Linked DNA regions of Mus musculus: region 2 is linked to region 1. Evidence: chromatin contacts called from public promoter capture Hi-C data. All regions are on one chromosome and are shown on one strand. Each heading gives the region's core, a stretch centred on a gene start, on an enhancer-like site or on the middle of the called end of the contact. The rest is flanking DNA. Distances are from core to core; before and after follow the strand shown.

Region 1 (4,595 bases), core at 1,276-3,775:
GATCCTCCATGGCCTAGTTTTTGAAGCCTAGGGGGCGCTGTGGAGCACCGCGGAAGCCGGAAAATATTGATAGGCAGAGGCTAAGATTGGAGACCAAAGCCTAAGGGTAAACAAAAAAGGCTGCCCAATTGGGAGTCAAGGAGAGGAGGTGTGGAGGCAGACGGCGGATGGTAAATAGAGGAAGGAAATGAATGGATGGAAAAGCCACCTTTAGAGACCAATGCTGGAAAGCAGAGCCGGGCTGACCCTGATAGGCGGGGCAGAGGTACCTCGGGTAGGGCAGAAGCCATACAGTTTATCCTGGTCATAGTTGGCTGTGGTGGCGCACCAGCGGTAACCATCCGAGCGGCCTTTAGTGGTGCAGGCAGAGTAGGAGCGGCCCTCAAAGATGAACGGGAACACACAGGGTTTGCCTTCTCCGTTGCCGTGCTCCGTGTAGAGTCCTGAGGAGACCCACGGTATTACCGCCAAGCCCGGCCCCAGCATGCGTCTCATTTCACAGAGGGGACCAGACCCAGGGAGAGGGCGAGTAGCCACACCACTGATGGCAAAGAGAGACTGGGAAAGAAGATTCTGGAACCTTCAAGGCGGCGCCCCGCTCCCCACCCCCAGCGCATACTCACTCTCACTAGGGCAGAAACCAAATTTGCCGTCCTTATCGTAGTCAGCTGTTGTGCTACACCAAGGCGTGCCGTCGTTGCGGCCGTCTGTGGTGCAGGCCGAATAGGAGCGTCCCTCGAAGGTGAAGGGAAAGTGACATGGGGCACCATTTGAGTTTCCATAGTAAGTGGGGATCACTGTAGAAAGGAGGCTAGAGTCAGGGCGTCTGGCCACACACCAGTGTAAGAGAAGGGAGTTGGGACAGGGGTGGGGATGGGGCGGATACTGGAAGGCTCAGGATCTCACCGACGCCTTTGCCCAGCGACCACAACTCGTCGTCGTCGAAATGGGCATCTCCCTGAACGCCGGCGCCAGGGGGAAAGGCGTGTGCCAGAAGGCCGTCCTTGCCGTCGAAGGGATACCCGTCTCCGTGCTCTGCAAGAGGCCATCGGAGAGGAAGGGACTCAATCAGCAACACTTTGCTCTCTTTAAGGGCAAGAGACTGAAAGCGACTGTGTCTCCCGCTGAGCAGCGCACCAGACTTTGAGAAGAGGTGACTGCGACTCCAAAGCCGCTGGGGGTTGGGGGAGGTCATTTGTGGAAGCAGCGACTAGGGATTGTGGGGCAGGCATAAGAGCGGACAGATCTGCTGTCCCTTCTACTCTGTCCGTGGTCGTCCCTCCCATAGCCTGCCCAGCCCGGGAATTCTCACCCGCGACACCAAACTGGATGACAATGTCCGCTTCGGGTCCGTACACGCGGGTGAAGGTGAGGGGTGCCACCTCGCCCCACACCGCGAAGGCGCGCGCGAAGGCGTCATCGATCATGTCTCGCGGCAAGTCTTCAGAGTAGTTTTGGATCCTGGAGGTGAAAAGCCAGCGTCGATGGGGGATCGGGCATGCACGGATTACAAATGGGGGTGGGCGGGGCAGCAGCTACACCACGATCGCTTCAAAACACACAGGGCTGCAGCCTCTCTCGGAACTTGTATTGCTAAGGATCCCTTGTGTTCAGCTAACCGGAGGTGCAAACTGGCCTCCAGTCCCACCCAGGCACCTGCTTCTAGCCCGACATCTCACCAGTATGTGATGTTATGATGGTCCCACTTGAGGCCTTTGAAGGTTTGGAATCGACCCACGTCTGGGACACCACAGCGTGGTGTTCGAATGGCCTTTAGTGTCTGGCTGTCCAGCTCACCAGTCTGGGGCAGGGAGAGCTGCTTCTGAAGCATCAGCAAAGCCGGCCGTAGAGACTGCTTCTCTCCCATCATCTGGGCGGCCCGGGTGTAACCATAGCGGTACAAGTATGCCTGTGGATGGAGGAAGGGGCAGAGACATCACAGAGTTCTGGCACCTTGGCTCTGGACCTCTGGGCCACATGCTTAGGGACTCTACGGCCAGGACACCAGTTCTTCCTACACAGCTAGAATTCCCCTATCCTGAGGACAGCATCACACCTCGACCTCAGATGATATAAACCATGCCTACCCCTCAGCCCCACTAGAGTTTAACTGTTCACTGCCAACCTGCGCCATGTCACAACCCTTCGAAGCCGAACCCAATCTGTCCCTCCAACAGACCCGAATCTGCCCAGAGCCTCCAGACCACCTACCCCCTACTGCCTAACCCTGGCAGACATGCCCATCACCCCCAAATCCAGAAAGCATATCTGAGGCCCCATTCCTTGGGAGAGGGGGACATCTTCCTGACCAGCCCTTCTCAGCTATCCACCGAGCCATCTGTCTACCTCTGCCAGCTGGGTGTCCGTGAGGTTGGAGGTTTTCAGGTCTTTGGGGAAGACCACAAAAGTCGGCTGGCGCTGGTAAGGGGCAGCAGAGCTGCAGCCGAAAGCCAGGAGAGCCAGGAGCAGGGGCTGCCAGGGACTCATGGTGAGGACCGCAGCTTCTGGCTAACGCTGCCTTTGCAGAGATTTTAAAGAGGCAGTAAAACGGAATCAGTGACCCCGCCCCTCCCCTCCAGGCTTATGCTGACTCAGCGTGTGTGTGTGTGTGTGTGTGTGTGTGTGTGTGTGTGTGTGTGTGTGTGTGTTTACACTACCCCCTCCCTTATGCCCTGCCCACAGTCCCCCATTGCCAAGTCAGGCAGGACCCCCAGACCCACAGGAAACCACAGAACTCAGGGTTTAGTTTCTGCAAACTGCAGACTTTGTGGGAAAGGGAAGGAGGGTGTGCAGGATGGGGCATTCACCTAGCCCTAGGTCTGACGGCCCTGACTGATCAGCCCAGTAAAAGACTGGGAGACCTGAGGCCCGAGACCCCTCTTCCTTGGGCTTCTGAGACACCCCCTCCCTGGCCAGAGTGCAGCCTGGAGCCCATCCCCACACTGTAGGTTCTATCCTCTCATCCCCGCCCCCTGATAGAGTCTTTGACTCAGCTTCCTCTCCTGGCCTCTGGGAGCAGGCTCTTTGAGGCAGGATTTGGGGAATTCCATGGGGCAAACCCCTAGCTCCAGCAGGCTGACTCCTTGGGGAAGGAAAGATGAGCCTGGGGGGCGGGGGGACACACACATGTGGGAGCAAGCAGAAGCTTCATCCTTCTCAGGCTAGCACTATCCTTCCTCTTCTGTTTAAAGAACAAAAACAGACCCTTTGTCGCTCAAGCCTTTGTCCCTATATTGATCTGAGGATAAAATGAGACTCTCGAAACACAGAAAAACCACTTTCAGCAGTGTTCACGAGACCTCAGTTGATGGTGTCAGGTTTGTGATTGGAAATTAGGAGACTGGGGTCTTGGCTCTAAGCCTTGGGGTGACCTGGATGGGGCAAACACCTTCCTCTCCCGAGCTGTGAGATCGTCATGGACCCTTCCCCTCCTCCAGCCCTGCCCTGCTCCACTCAGGAAAGCTTTGGCACAGTCTTGCCAACAGCCGGCAGCCCCCGGCCTTCCATCCTCCTCGCCTGCCACCATGGTGGAGCAGGGCCTTGATCTGTCTTCAGCAAGCTGTTCTGACTAAGCCTCCTGTGTGCCCAGACCTTCATGTGCTTCCCAACGAACAGACCTGTGAGCCGGAGAGAGAGAGCTGGGTGTTCTCCCAAGCTTCTCTTAGATGCTTCTCACTGGTGAGCTCCAGCACTGAATTGCAGTTCTGGGTCTACCATTTCCCAACCTCGTCATTTCCCAACCACCTTGGGCAAGGCATTTCACCTCCAGGCCGCAGTGATCATTCACTTTTTTGATTTATTGTGTTGGACGTTGTGATACGCTCTCTACAAAACTCTCCTATATATTGCTATCCCATATGTGTGAGACTGTGTGTGTGTCCATATGTGAGTCTGTGTCTGTGTATGAGTGTGTGTGTGTGTGTATGCCCAAGCCTCTAGGGTCTCACACATGCTAGGCAAGTACTCTACAACTGAGCTGTTCCTAGTCCTTGTTTTTGTTTGTTAATTTGTTTTAGTGTGTGTGTGTGCGTGTGTGTGTGTGTGTGTGTGTGTGTTTGTGTGTGTGTGTTTGTGTGTGTGTTTGTGTGTGTGTGTGCATATGTGTGTGTGCAGGGACACACATCCATGACTGCCAAGGCAAGAGGAGATGTTGGCTGTCCCCCTCTGTCATCTTTCCTTTTGTTCCTTTGAGGCAGAGTCTCCCTAAACTTAAGAGCCCAGGGATTTGCAGCCAGGCTGGCCGCCAGCAAGCCTTGGTAACCCTGTCTCAGAGTCTCCATCTGTCAGTGTTGGAGGTGAGCAAGTAGGTGCCGCACCCAGCTGTTTACGTGGATGTTGTAGCTCCGAAGTCGGGTCCTCCTGCTTCTACAATGAATGCTCTGACCCACTTGGCCATTTCCCCAGCCCACCCTCCATCTATTGAGACAAAGTCCAATTGGAAGTCAGGCTTGTGCTGAACTCCCATCCCCTGCCTCTGCCTCCCAAGCGCTGTGTCATAGGTGTGCACACTATGCCTGGCTAACAAGGTTAGTTTGGGAGGTAACTCTGGCTTTTCTGGAATAGGAAACTTCAACTCAGAGCAGTCAAGGGACTTG
Region 2 (4,595 bases), core at 854-3,353, 110 kb before region 1:
CATCACACCTCTGTTTCTTCCTCCATCCCTCCCAAAGGCCCTCATCCACTTCTCTCTCACCTCACCGTCTTCCTGCATCCAGTCTCCCTAAAAGTCTTATTTAGAGCAGTGGTTCTCAACTGTCCTAACGCTGGGGCCCATTACAGTTCCTCATGTGGTGCTGACCCCCCCCCCAACCAAAACATTATTTTTGTTGCTACCTCATAATTGTAATTTTGTTACTGTTCTGAATCCTAATGTAAATATCTGTGTTTTCTGATGGTCTTAGACCACCTCTGCGAAAGGAACCACTGGCCTGGGGTAAAAAATGAAAACTAGTAAAGCAACTGTCTCGCTTCTGCTCCTTTCCTGCGGCTAACCTCCATGGTGATTCTTGGCAGGCCACATGTCAGAGTCTATGTCCTTTGGCTGGGGGTGTGTCTCAGTAAGTATAGTGTCTTGCCTAGCATGCATGAAGCCCTAGATTCTATTCTAAGTGCCACATAAAACTGGGCATGGTGGTGTATGCACTAGGGAGGTGAAGGCAGGAGGATCAGAGATTCAAGGACAAGAGAGATGACTGAGCTCTCAAGGTGTTTGCCATATAAATGGGTGGGCCAGAATTCTGATCTCCAGAAACACGTGCAAACACCAGGTCTTTGTAGTGGCCTCCCTGTAACTCCAGCTTCAGAGGGCAGAAGCAGAGGGTCCCCAGAGCCAGCTGACGTGTGAGACTCGCCCTATGGGGAGCTCTGGGTTTGCTTGAGACCCTGTGTGGATGACTAAGAAGGGACCGTGTCCAAGGATGACTCATGAGATGAACTTCAGGCTACCGCATGCAAGCACACGTGTGTTCCCACACAGATGTACGCATATACACAAACCATGCGTGAACAGAAGAAAAAGAAGAATGTGAAAGGTCATTCTCAACTAGACCAACCTGGGATAGGTGACATTGGCTGATGGACAGGTGACATTGGCTGATGGACAGGGATGTGCTTAGGGCACTGACTGTCCCAGCTGCAGAAAGCCAGTCCTGAACCACGACACCTTCCTGGGTGGACAATTCAGAACCCATGAAGTTACCGAAGTCCCTGTCACCAACCGGAAAGAATCTACCCTGCCTGAAAGCTAGGGGAGCCTCGCCAGAGGAGAGGGGCTGAGACTCAGGTAGTCAGGGGATTCCCAGGTTCCAGAATGAGGAACTGCAGAAATACATTTAAACCAAAAGCGAATCAAGTGCCGGCTTCTAGAAATCCCCAAGATGCGCTTGATTGGGTCTGAGCCCTGCTGGTGCCTGGAGAAACCTAGTCTGGTCTCTTATCCTTTCTTGGGTTCTAAAGCTATCCCTCCTCCTCTTCCTCCCCCTCCTCCTCTTCTTCCTCCTCATCCTCTGGGTGTCTCCTGTACCACCTTAAGCTCATGAGGCAGAGGCACAAACTTGGGGATTTCTCTAGATTGGCTCAGCTATGATACGGGTATGGTGGTTAGTAAATTACCTCTTCCCTAAAAAGTACCTGGGGTCTTGTTCGCACAAGATTCCCTAGACAAAGTGGCCCCAACTGGCAAGGAGAAGATAACCACAGGTGGCAGACATCTGTCCACAATGGGAAAGTGACAGGAAACAGGCCAGACCCGCCCTTCCCCCTAGCCAGGCTTTCCTGTCTGCTAACCCTTTCCAGTCTCTGCAGTCAGCTCCGGAGCCAAGGCTTGGGTCAGACAAAGCTGTCCAGGCACCGCTGTGGAGGAATGCCCTCCCTAAGGTTCCCCTGTGGGCTTCGTGGAACAGAACCCCGACCTTCTGGAAGGAAAGAGGAGCAGCCCACCTCATTTGTGTGTGTGTGTGTGTGTGTCAAGACGCGAGAGATCTTGCCCATCCTACTAACCGCCGCTTCCAGTAGGAAGATCTCTCATCTCCAAAGTCTTGTCTCCTCTTTCCTCTTTCCATCTCTCACTCTCTAAGCCCTAACTCCCTTGGAGGTTAGAACACAAGCCACTCACCGCTGTCAACAAGCAGCCCCATAGCGCGCACAGCCGAGGCAAAGACACCATCGCAGGGCGAGATCAGAAGAGCCAAATCACAGGGCTCCTGCTGAAGCCACAAGTCACTCCAAAGTCCCTGCTAGGAGTCCCGCCCAGGAAGAGGGCGGGGTCTTCGGGCACCAATCGCGGTGGGCCTATGGCTAGTCACTGAGCAGGGATTTCCCCAGGACCTTCCCAGGAGTCTGATTGTCCCCAAGAGTTTAAGGGATGGGCACCAAGGTGGCTGGAGGAGCCAGGGTCCCAAAAGGAGCCCTTTTCTTACATTACCCGACCCACCCCCCAGTCCCCCTCCTCGCATCCAGGACCTCAAAAGCCACCTATAGCAGGGCTAAGGACTCTCCTGATTGCAAGATAGCAGAGGGGTGAAGGATTACTATAGGGACTGGGGAGCGCCACAGGGACACTATTGTTACCCCACCCCACCCACAATACCCCTGGGAATCTCTGCAGAACCGAAAGCGTCTCCAGAGAGGTCTAAGGAAGTCCCCAGTGTCACCGCAAAGTCAGAAAACGGGAAAGACCACAGCTGAAGGGCCAGGAGGCGATTCAAGGAAATGAGTTCCCTACCCAGTTTCTCTTTCTTGAGAAGGAAATTCCTACGAGTAGGGGACAGCATCTCATCCTCTTAGCCATGCGTGCCACCCACGTGTCTCCACCGACTTCTATCCCACCCCAGCTCCATCCAGAGGCTGTAGACAGGCATTTAGTGTACGGACCAGCCTTTCATAGGGTCAAAGGCCCTTTGAGAAATGATAGGAAACTAGAGACCCTCCCTATTCCTCCATTAACTTTCGGAGGGGTGGGGGTGGAGGCTGAGGGGTGTTCCAGATAAAGGATCTGAACTCTCATGTTTGTATGGCGGGCATCTTACCCTGGGTGTCATCTCTCCCAGTACCACCCACTATTCATCATTCATATTTCTCCCCCTCCACCTCCCTCTCCTCCCCTCTTCCTTCTCCTCCCCTCTTCCTCCTCCTCATACCCCCTCCCCTCTTAGAGTATATGGGTGTCGGGGAGTTGGTTGTCTCCCTCCATCCTGTGGGATCTTATATCAAACCTAGGTTGTTCGGTTGTCTTTACCCCACGCCTCCCGCACCACCACCACCATTTTTGAACCAGAGTTCACATCTGCTCTGCAGCTAGGATGGCTTGGGTTCTGGTCTGATGCATCGAGTTCACTTGAGTGGCACTCTCCTTCTCAGTTCCCTCCCAAGAACTTGAACTAGCTAGTGCTTGGGATACTGATCCTGCAAACTGAACATCCAAGCCACGCTGAGGGAGCAGGCTGCAAGAAAAAGGAAGCCGGGGAAGGCAGGCATGCTACATTAACCCCAGGCTTGGAGGCTGACTTCCATGCTGCTCAATTGCTATGAAGACACCATGACCAAAGTAACTCTTACAGAGGAAGCGTTTAACTGGGGGCCTTGCTTACAGTTTTAGAGGGTTAGCCCATGATCATCATGGCAGGAAGCAGACAGGAATGGCGTTGGAGCAGTAGCAGAGAGCTTTACACCCTAAGCCACAGGCTGTAGGAGAGGGTGGAGGGAGATTGGACCTAGCATAGCCCTTTGAAACCTCAAAACCCTAGCAACACACCTCCTCCAAGACACCTCCTCCAAGAAGGCCACACCTCCTGCAAGATGGCCACGCCTCCTAATCTTCCAAAACAGTTCCACTAATTGGGAACAAACATTCAAACATAGGAGCCTATAGTTCCACCCTCAATCAAGCCACCACACAGCCTTTGCTGCAAAGACACGGTAATAGCTTCATTTATCTTCATTCCATACCCAAGAGTCTCAGAAGAACTTGCCTTTGTGAGGCACACAGGGCCAGATGATTGACAGTGGAGCATACCTGGGGGGTCAGGTTCCTCTACACTGTCTGCTCCTTGATCCGGAGTCCCCTGTCCTGTCACCTCTGCCGCTGTCCTAACTCAGAGCCTCACAGTTAGTGTGTGAATAGGTTGTCAATTCTCACCCCAGGAAAAACCTCTGTCACAAAGAAGATGGCCAGACAGACACACCGCCGGTGGTCTCAGTATTGACCTTAAGCTATAGCGGCCTCCTGTGTAGAAAGCAAGCTGGCCACATTCAAAATAGCCAGAAACACTCAAATCAGGGCCCAGGAGTCTCCATTAAAGCCACCCGAAGACATCCAGGATGAGGAGAAAACGACGCTGTCTTTCCCTATGTTTCATCCCCTTTGGACAACAAGTCTGATTTTCATTCCTGGAAGCTGGGGTGGGGGTGCGGGTGGAGGTGGGGCAAGCATTGCTAGATAACTTCAGCTTTTGCTTATTTCTTATTTGCTTGATTCCAAAATTGGGCCCTTCACAAAACTGCCTGGGGGAAGCCAGTCCAACAGAATTAAAACATTAATTATATTACATAAAACATATCATAGCGGCAATTAAAGCATCTTAAATTAATGTGTGAAAGAATAAATAGTAGCCTTCGGGTTGCCCCATGGGGTGCAGACCAGACAAGATAAAAGGAAGATATTTCAGTTCACACACATCCCTAGGAGACGCTTGTGGTGAAGCCCAGGGAAGGAACGGGAAGGGTGTTGGG

What was found. Promoter capture Hi-C pulls out the DNA fragments that hold promoters and counts their contacts.
Region 2: a contact with region 1 is called in a promoter capture Hi-C map of macrophages, with 7 read pairs. The contact joins the promoter of Cd40 here to the promoter of Mmp9 in region 1. A contact is called at or near these places in 4 of 39 promoter capture datasets (embryonic stem cells, hippocampal neurons and macrophages), 24 of 484 Hi-C or Micro-C datasets (the 63-12 cell line, 8-cell embryo, the AML12 cell line and 18 more), 9 of 115 datasets of contacts at active chromatin or transcription factors (bone marrow-derived macrophages, embryonic hindbrain, embryonic midbrain and 3 more) and 4 of 9 other capture datasets (adipose tissue, liver, macrophages and 1 more).

What each region holds. Positions count from the first base shown.
Region 1 is chr2:164,946,149-164,950,743 of GRCm38.p6, reverse strand. It overlaps Mmp9 (matrix metallopeptidase 9), which reads right to left and starts at 2,525. Exons shown (of 13, transcript NM_013599.4): 1 at 2,347-2,525; 2 at 1,680-1,909; 3 at 1,313-1,461; 4 at 907-1,035; 5 at 624-797; 6 at 270-443. The coding sequence starts at 2,487.
Region 2 is chr2:165,053,144-165,057,738 of GRCm38.p6, reverse strand. It overlaps Cd40 (CD40 antigen), which reads right to left and starts at 2,103. Exons shown (of 9, transcript NM_011611.2): 1 at 1,981-2,103. The coding sequence starts at 2,031.